Regions from separate parts of the Mus musculus genome. Here regions 1 and 2 are each linked to region 3. The links are chromatin contacts, called in public promoter capture Hi-C maps. All regions are on one chromosome and are shown on one strand. The core of a region is the stretch at or near the end of the contact, and the rest is flanking DNA. Distances in the headings are between cores, read along the strand shown.

Region 1 (2,717 bases), core at 62-2,561, 780 kb after region 3:
CTGTCCTGGAGTTGCAATGGCTTTTTTCCACGGGTGCTAGAGACCCAAAAGCAGGTCCTCAAGCTAGTGGGACCCTACATGTATTTCTTTAAAACATAAAATAAAATGACTTTTAAAGAACTAGCTTCCCCTATATTCTTAGTAGCCTAATTTGAATTTTTAGGTAGATTGAGGGGCTGCAGGCGTGATTCAGGAGTAGCCGCTCTTATCTAGCATGTCCCAGGCCCTGAATTAAATTCCCTAGCTGTTGGATAAAACAGCATGTGGCACCACTAACTCCAAAATGACGTCAGGGTTGGTGTGGGCAACAATTTTATAACCATCAGTTATTCTGAGTCCCACTTTGGGAAGGATTCTTTTGACCCATCCGGAAAGTCACCTCATAAGTCTAGAGTTGTAACTCGGTACTAGAGCCCAGGTGTGGGGTGCCTTGAGTTCATTCACAAGCACAACCCACCTAGGTGGTCAGCAACGGAATAAAACAGGCTAGTCCGAAGGCGACCATGTAGAGACTATCTCTCCTTCGTGACAATAAAAGGAACAGAAGATCTTGTCTGTGAGGCACAGCTGGAAGAATAACAAGCCGTCTGTAAAGGAGCTTAGGATATTTTAGTTTCTCAACTGGAGAGGAAGAGAGCGGGAGAGGGAAGGATGGCAGCCCCCCAACTCTCTAGGCTCACACCCCGTGCTGAATACACTGGCTACCCAGGTGCGTGATAAGCAACTGCATCCCGAAGAAATGCGCCCGAGGTCCCCAGCCTAGCTCTGTGCCCCGCTTTTTGGGAAGTGCGATACCCAAACCTGGTGGACAAGCGCTGGGAGATCTGCAAGAAAGTCTGAGGAGGGCTAGGCATCAGAAGACTAGAGAGGGAAATTTTGCACTGTACCCAAAACTGCCTCTTTACTCAGCCTAGGTCACCGGACGGACGTAAGCTCAGATTGGTGGGAAACCCAAGAAGACTCAGGCACGGAAAGTGTAAATTCATCTGTAAAGAACTGGAAAAGACACTCACCTCCACCCATCTCTGAGCCTCTGCGAATGCAACAGAGCAATCGGCCTCGGCGTCCTCCATCCCTTCCATGTCTAGGGCAAGAGAGGGAGAGGAGCAGCTCAGTGGGTGCGCGCCGGGACCCAGAGCTCCCACGCCACGCGTCCCCCGCCCTTTGTAGCGACGTGCAGTTTGAGTTCAGGAACCTAGAAGAATTTGCAGGAGTTGCTTTCTCCAAACTCTAGAAATCGGCTCAAGTTCAGCCTGACTGGAGCAGGAGGAGGTGAAGAGGCAACTGGAAGCGGTGTGCAGAAGGAGCCGGGACTCCTGGGAACTTCAAAAGTCGCAAGCGCTGTCACCGCCCTCGACAGTAGCCCCGCCCCGGCCCACCCCCTACGGGCCGGTCCCAGCTTCCGTCCTTGCCCCTCGCCAGGGTCCTTGCAGCCACCTCTCTGGTCAGAATTATCTGGGCGGGGAGATGCGCCCCAGCCGGCATCCTTCCCGCCTCTACCCGCCTTCCCAGTCCCGGGCTCTCTCGGGAGGCGGCGCCCCTTCTGCCTGCGGCCTGACATACCAGGAATAGCTGCACACAATTGCACCTTTCCGGGCCAAGAAACTTCCCCCGCGGGGACGCGGAGCCACCAGGCCTCCACGCCACTACCCTCCGGCTCCACGGAGCTCGCTGACCGGTCCCAGATGCTGCGCGGTCCCCGCTACTGCCCCGGCTTCCGGCCGCAGGTGAGGGTACCGGCCTGGGCACTGGCGGCTGGTCCCCTAGTCTGGGCTGGCGTCGCTCCTCCCCCGATCGCAGGTGGGTCCGTGGGGAAGACCTGTGGCTTCATTTCCCCTCTCGCCTCAAGGGTACGGTGAACCGAAGGAACTTGGCTTTTCTCCCACCTCTCCTGCCTGCTTGGCCCAGTTCTGGACATTGGCCCGCCCTCCCCCGGAGAATCAAAACCTGTACCCTTCGTGGTGTGGCAAAGGTGACTGGTTATTCAGAGTGAGCAGAGAGTTTGAGTAAGTGCTCGGGGCCTGGCCAGCAAAGTGCACAGGTGGTCCAATGCCCCGCGATCTCTCCAAGGAAACTCTGGGGACTCTCTGGGCTCCAACCAGGGTACTTGACCTATGGAAGAAGATAAGATCAGCCCTTCTTTTCTGGAGGAGACGCAACATTTCATTCTTTTTTTCTTTTCTTTTTTTTTTCTTTTTTTTCTTTGTGTGTGTGTGTGTGTGTGTGTGTGATTAAAGAAATTTTCAAACGTATGGCAGAGAATCTTGTCTACGGAAACAGCCTAGCTTCTGTTTAATGATCATTAGCACTTGGGCTTATCTCACTATAGAGAGGTTTAAAGTAGGATACATTTCAGCTCTAAATATCCCAGGATACAGTTCATCTTTAACGAACACTATCCTGCAATATCATAGACCATTTTCACATGTAACTAAATAAAGCCAATAAAATTGCTAATCAACCGGGCTCGGATTTCCCTAGGATGCCAAAGCGTCCTTTGCAGCTGACTTACCTAGACCTCGAGGCAATCAGAGAATCTGCATTCCGTTTGATTGCGGATTTTTTACCCTAGAAGGGCCTCCTCCTCAAGCCCCTTCTTCCTTTTTTGGAATGGCATCGTGTGTTGAAAGAAACAAGTTGCCTTCTGGATTTGTCTTATGGCTTCTTTGTGGTGTCTTCACCACATTTCTCTCCCAGTACTTCCTGCCTCCTGGAAG
Region 2 (2,845 bases), core at 39-2,538, 860 kb after region 3:
CCGTTAAAAATAACAATAATAATAATAATAATTGGAGGAAGGGAGCAGGTTTTTAGGCAGCATTTCAATTCAGGCTGGGCTGGAACTCAAAATCCTCTTTACCTCAGCCTCCCACACGCTGATACTGGCAGACATGTACCACGATGTCTGGTCTCAAAAAAGCATTTTTAAACGTTGATAATAGATCTTTATCCTTCGGTTATGAGAAGAAAGATGGAAGAAAAGGAAGAAAACTATATAACAAACTAAGAGAACTGTTAAAGGTGAACTAAATCTGAGAGCAGAAAAAAAGGCTAATTAATACATATCTGTGCAAATATATATATATATATATATGCATTCCACCACCTAATTTGGGGTCTGAAAGGCATCCCAAGCCCCAACCTTCAGTATCCAAAACAAACTCCCTTTTAAGAGTAGCAGGTGGCTACGCATTGCAGGACAACCATTAAACCGGGCTTTGTGTGGTACAGGAGGCAAGGACCAGGTCCACCTTCGAAAGACGGGGAGAGAAAGGGGGCGTGGCAGGGAAGAGAAGGACCTCGATGGGGCAAGAGATGACTGAAAGGTGATTTCATTGTACAGGAGGTGGATGGAATTACCAGAACTGGGTGGGCAAGTTTACAAAGCCGGGAGTCAGGAAGTGTTGGCAAATTAGTCACCTTAGAAGGGACAGGGTCAAGGAACAGGATGGAACCCGCAACGGCAAGGAGACGAACCAAGATGGGGAAAGGCACGGGGTGGGGATACCAGGCGAGGGGCTACCAAACCTCAGACCCCGGGTGCCCCAGGCAGCGCCGGCGACGCGGGGTCCGACGGAGGGACAGAGGACGCTCGCTGCACCGGCATCTCCCCGAGCCAGGTGGTGGCCCGAGAGGGGCGGAGCCGCCCACAGCCGCAGCCTGGGGCCGCCTGCCCGCCCGGGATGAGATCCCTGGATCCTTGGGGATGCAGAGGTGAAGGCCAGCGGGGAGGCTGGCGGGGAAGGCGGGAAGGACTCCGGGGTCCGGGGTGACAGGCACCGACCGCACTCACCTGGTTGGTGACCTGAAACGAGACACAGAAGAGGGTTTAGCGACGCGCGCATGCGGGCTGGCGCCGGCCTCCCGACCCGCTCAGGCCCTGGCTGCGGAACCCGGCCGCGCTCACCTCAGGGTTGGCCTCCAGCGGCAGCCAGCGTTGACCCTCCATGACTGCTCCGCCGGCCGCTCTCCAGCTCTGACAGCCGCCACCACCGCCGCAGCCGCCGCCGCCGCCGCTTCCGCCCCCGCGCGCTCCGGCCGGCACCATCCAAACGCCGCCCCGAGGGGGAAACCAACGAATGGACTTCCACGACCCCCAAGACGCTTGATCTCTCCCTACGGAGACTCAGCCCTGGAGTTACTAATGAAGTTAAAAGGCAAATTAAACTGATAAGCCTGAGCCATGTCCTAGTTCATGAGAAAAAGAAGCTTTGATCAACGGTGAACTCCCCTCACACTTGGACTCTCCCTTCCCCCGAGCGAGCTCCCGAGTTCTACGCATGCGCCACCGGGCCGCGTGCTCGCAGGCAACCTCACCTTCTTGCAATGCCAACCAGAAGCTCTAGGGGGCGCGTCATGGATTCCTACTCTGTGAGAGTGGGACCGGTTTGCTAGCCTTAAGGCAGCCAAGCCAGAGGGGTTGACTCCTTGGAATCATGGTCTTCCTGCTCCTTTGTGAGGATACTGGAATGATATGTTGGCCTTATCTGTTATTGCACTGCCCGAGATACAGGTAATAGGTAAATGGTGGATATAGGTGATAGGTAGATAGATACTCAGTTCTGCTTGAGAAACAATATGGAGCCACTACAAAGAGGAAATCAGGCAATGTACTGTTTGGTACAAACTGAAGGACTTTAAACAGCATTTTGAAATCCATTCGCCATCCCACTAAATTTCAGGATGACAAATGTAATGATTTTGTTTGTTTGTTTGTTTGTTTGTTTGTTTTTCAGGGTTTAACTCAATGGCTAGTACATAGGAGATTTCTCAAGGGCTATTTGAGAAATGGTAGAGCACTTGTCTAGCATGCTTGAGGCCCTGGGCCCAATCTCAGTGTCACAAAGGAGAGAGAAGTGGAATAATCATGTATGCAGAAATACCATCTGTCAGTTATGTGGGGAAATGCAAAAACAGGAAAGTTGACACAAGGTAACATTTATGAAGACAGAGAAGCAGAAGATATTTCAAGGAGCAATCCTTTTGATATGTAGGAACCAAGAGTCATGGCAGGACTCCAGAAATTTGATCTGATATATATTACTATTCTGTATCGAAGAGAAGGATTTCAGGGAAAGGTTAGTTAAGAAGTGAGAAAAATATTATTATGCTGAATTTGTCCTTCTTGGGAAATTTCCAACTCTCCCACGCATGCTCTGGCTATTATTTTTATAACCCGGTGACTCTTGTAATCCCTTGACTCCTCCCTATTTGTCTGATGGCTTGATGCCATATCTGTCCAACCTCATGACTTGGTAAATCTGGCAATGCTGGGCTCATGATCGGTTAGCTGCAGTTGCCTGATCTCTTGTGGTGCTTGCTATAGTCTCAGTCTCTACTGGGGCTGTTTGGGGTGCCAGGGGAATTTTCAGACAGCCGCTTTTCTCCAGACTCCTGCAGTTCTGCATTTTGTTTCTCCTCTTAGTGCTTGGCCAATACGCCACACAACATCCTTATCCCTCTATCACGAGAATTTCTTCCCTGTTAGACATACCATGTCTGCTTCCTCATAACTCAACAGCAAACCAAAATACAATCCTACTAAAGTTTACCTTGAGACACCAGTGAGAAAACCAGGCTTAGCTAACACACCGTGGAGAATG
Region 3 (2,945 bases), core at 58-2,557:
CAGAGATTTATAACATTTGGTCTTGGGGAGATTTTACATAATAGGGAATTAGCAGAGTAACACAAAATTGGCCTACATTAGATGCAAGAAACTAATTTATTCAGTATATTCTGTGTAATTAACTTACATACTTAATAAATACTTGAACATTTACTGTGTATAAATCATTATATTTAGGGATGTAAGTTTTAAAAGTTAATTCTAGTGAGAACATAGATCTGAGCCTAGTAATCAAGATTAAACATATTACTTTTTTTTTAAGAGCAGGAGAGAAAAAAGATTGGTGAACTCTATTTAATTAGTGTTATCTCTGGAAGTTAGTTTTTTTGTGTAACCACCATAGATTAAAAAATTGTTTTAGCTAGAGTTTGACAAATAAAGGCAAGTATTTGTACAACCAAAATTGTTCCCAGAATTAAGATTATAAAAGCAAACAAGGGCACATTTCTTTATTACAGTAAAATCTAGGGTTCTAGAAATAATATTTAATTTCATGTGTAGATAGAATTGACTGTCTTTAAGGTATGCTATCAACAGTCATTCAATTGATAATGCTTATCACTAGTTATGTCCCAGGCACGGTTTCCATGCTGGAGATTGAAAAATTAAACCAATTGTACATCACCACATTGCTCATTAGACTAATTAAGGTAATATAAAAGTGAGTAGTTGCCATTTCCAGTATGGCCTGATCAAGACATAAAAGTCAGTAACTGAGAGGTTAATGAATAGTTCCCAAACCATGTGTTTCTCAGATTGGATGGAAAGTGTTTAAAGATTTATCACGAAGACAGTAAAAGTAGGACTCGTCTTGGATCCAGAGTAACTATGAGAGGCCAGAACATATTAAGCAGAAGGATTTACAAAGTTAGCTACTGATGAATAACAATTTGAAGTCCAGAGACATAGCCCAGTGGTTGAGAGCCTTTATTGCCCTTGTAAAGGACGTAAATGTGATTCCAAGCATCTCTATCTGGTGACTCACAGCTGCCTGAATCCCCAGGAGATCTGATGTCTTTTTCTGTGTTTTGCCCATAACTCTGCATGATGTTGTTCTCCTTTATATATACATATAATTAAGAACAAGCAAACAAAACCCCCCAAATCTTTTTAAAAAAAAAAAAGACAACTTCAGGCTTGAAAATGAAATGTTAGCAACATTCAGAAGATAAGAATAACAGCTCATCCATTTGGTGTCTAGAAGATCTTGATGGTGAGCATCTGACCATCAGAAACTCCCTGGTTCTTGTCTGTGTTAGTACCAGTCATCCTATTCCTGGCTTCAACTCAAATCAATTATTTTTATTATCTCTGTATGTTATACAAGGTGTAGACATTTTAATTCCTACTAGTCACAGATCTTAAGACTTCTAAGAAGTATGAAGAGCAGTTTTTAATTCTCCCAAACTTTTAGAACTTTTAAAAAGGGCAATAAAATAAATTGAATTTTCCATCTCCTGGAGACGTTTGAGTGTCAAAAGCACCCCCTTGTAGCCCAAGGTTGTACATCATAACTCCTCAGATTTCACAACAGTTTATTACAGTGAAAAAAAACCCACCCACCTGGCCCTGAGTACATATCCAATTTATGAGCATCCGAAGAAGACAGATTCAGATACATTAAAATGTGGTTTCTGCATTGATCGTGATATGCAGCCACATAAAAAACAATGCACAGAACACCTTTACTACCCAACAGCTGTGGGGGAATCGTTGAGTAGAAATTATCCCAGCTTGGGAACATTAGATTAGACATGAACACAAATTATAGGTATTAATTTATTTGGGAAAAGTTGAACATTTAAGAAGGCCATTTCGCCAGTGGAAACAAAGATGAGAAACTGTCAAATGGATCTGAGTTGTGCAGAATTCTGCCTGGCTTCCAGGAACAGAATTGGAAACAGATGTCCTCCTAGAATGTGAACATGATCTTATTACCAGACGTTTCTTTAAATGAAACCCTCAGAAACAAAATGGTTCTTTAGTGGACGCTCAGTCAAAGGCAAAGAAATAATAGATAAGTTGAGAAATATGTCATAGTCTTTGAATTTCATAAGTAGATCATGGCAATTTAGAGGCCATTTTCTGGAATGCTTCAAAAAACTTGATTCAAATATAACTCTTCTTTCTTCGTGGACATTATTATAAATGAGAAAACATATTTAATGGAAATACTAGAGCCTATAAAGCAGTCCTAAATTTTCCTCTTTTTTATAATTTATCTTTTTAATTAGGTATTTTCTTCATTTACATTTCCAATGCTATTCCAAAAGTCCCCCACATGCTCCCCCCCACCCCGCACTCCCCTACCAACCCACTCCCACTACTTGGCTCTGGCGTTCCCCTGTACTGAGGCATATAAAGTTTGCAAGACCAAGGGGCCTCTCTTTCCAGTGATGGCCGACTAGGTCATCTTTTGATACATATGCAGCTAGAGTCAAGAGCTAGCTCCGGGGTACTGGTTAGTTCATATTATTGTTCCACCTATAGGGTTGCAGATCACTTTAGCTCTTTGGGTACTTTCTCTAGCTCTCCATTGGGGGCCCTGTGATCCATCCATTAGCTGACTGTGAGCACCCACTTCTGTGTTTGCTAGGCCCCGGCATAGTCTCACAAGAGACAACTATATCAGGGTCCTTTCAGCAAAATCTTGCTAGTGTATGCAATGGTGTCAGTGTTTGGAGGCTGATTTCAGGCTTTAGTGCGTTTAATTTGGGCTAAGCAGAGGCAGCACCCACATATTTGTAGTTAAAGAATTTTAAGAATCAAATGGTGTGTTCTAAAGATGGGGAAATTACTGCCATTGATATAAAATCAACAAACTTCATCTGAACTGTTTTTAAATGATCTCCATAACTCTTGTTTTAAAATTCTGGCATGAGTGAGAGGTACTTTTCACTTGTTCCATGTTTCTGATTTTTTTTTTTTAATTAGCTGCAGTTCCA

What was found. Promoter capture Hi-C pulls out the DNA fragments that hold promoters and counts their contacts.
Region 1: a promoter capture Hi-C map of the 3T3-L1 cell line shows a contact between it and region 3, with 6 times the contacts expected there. The contact joins the promoter of Lmo7 here to the enhancer-like site in region 3. A contact is called at or near these places in 10 of 39 promoter capture datasets (the 3T3-L1 cell line, cranial neural crest, embryonic stem cells and 4 more).
Region 2: a contact with region 3 is called in a promoter capture Hi-C map of cranial neural crest, with 3 times the contacts expected there. The contact joins the promoter of Uchl3 here to the enhancer-like site in region 3. A contact is called at or near these places in 3 of 39 promoter capture datasets (the 3T3-L1 cell line, cranial neural crest and embryonic stem cells), 1 of 484 Hi-C or Micro-C datasets (myocytes), 1 of 115 datasets of contacts at active chromatin or transcription factors (large pre-B cells) and 1 of 9 other capture datasets (embryonic stem cells).

Annotation. Positions count from the first base shown.
Region 1 is chr14:101,728,522-101,731,238 of GRCm38.p6, reverse strand. Lmo7 (LIM domain only 7) reads right to left here and starts at 1,311. Exons shown (of 31, transcript NM_201529.2): 1 at 1,014-1,311. The coding sequence starts at 1,082. Gm9922 (predicted gene 9922) reads left to right here and starts at 1,511. Exons shown (of 2, transcript NR_168926.1): 1 at 1,511-1,727; 2 at 1,850-2,717.
Region 2 is chr14:101,652,410-101,655,254 of GRCm38.p6, reverse strand. Uchl3 (ubiquitin carboxyl-terminal esterase L3 (ubiquitin thiolesterase)) reads right to left here and starts at 1,288. Exons shown (of 9, transcript NM_016723.2): 1 at 1,150-1,288; 2 at 1,036-1,047. The coding sequence starts at 1,191.
Region 3 is chr14:102,510,848-102,513,792 of GRCm38.p6, reverse strand. No RefSeq gene overlaps it. Among named protein-coding and RNA genes, the nearest start is that of Gm41233, 58 kb to the left of the region's middle. Within about 2 kb of position 1,307, at least 14 of the 459 cell types and tissues checked have an H3K27ac peak or open chromatin away from gene starts, as enhancers often do.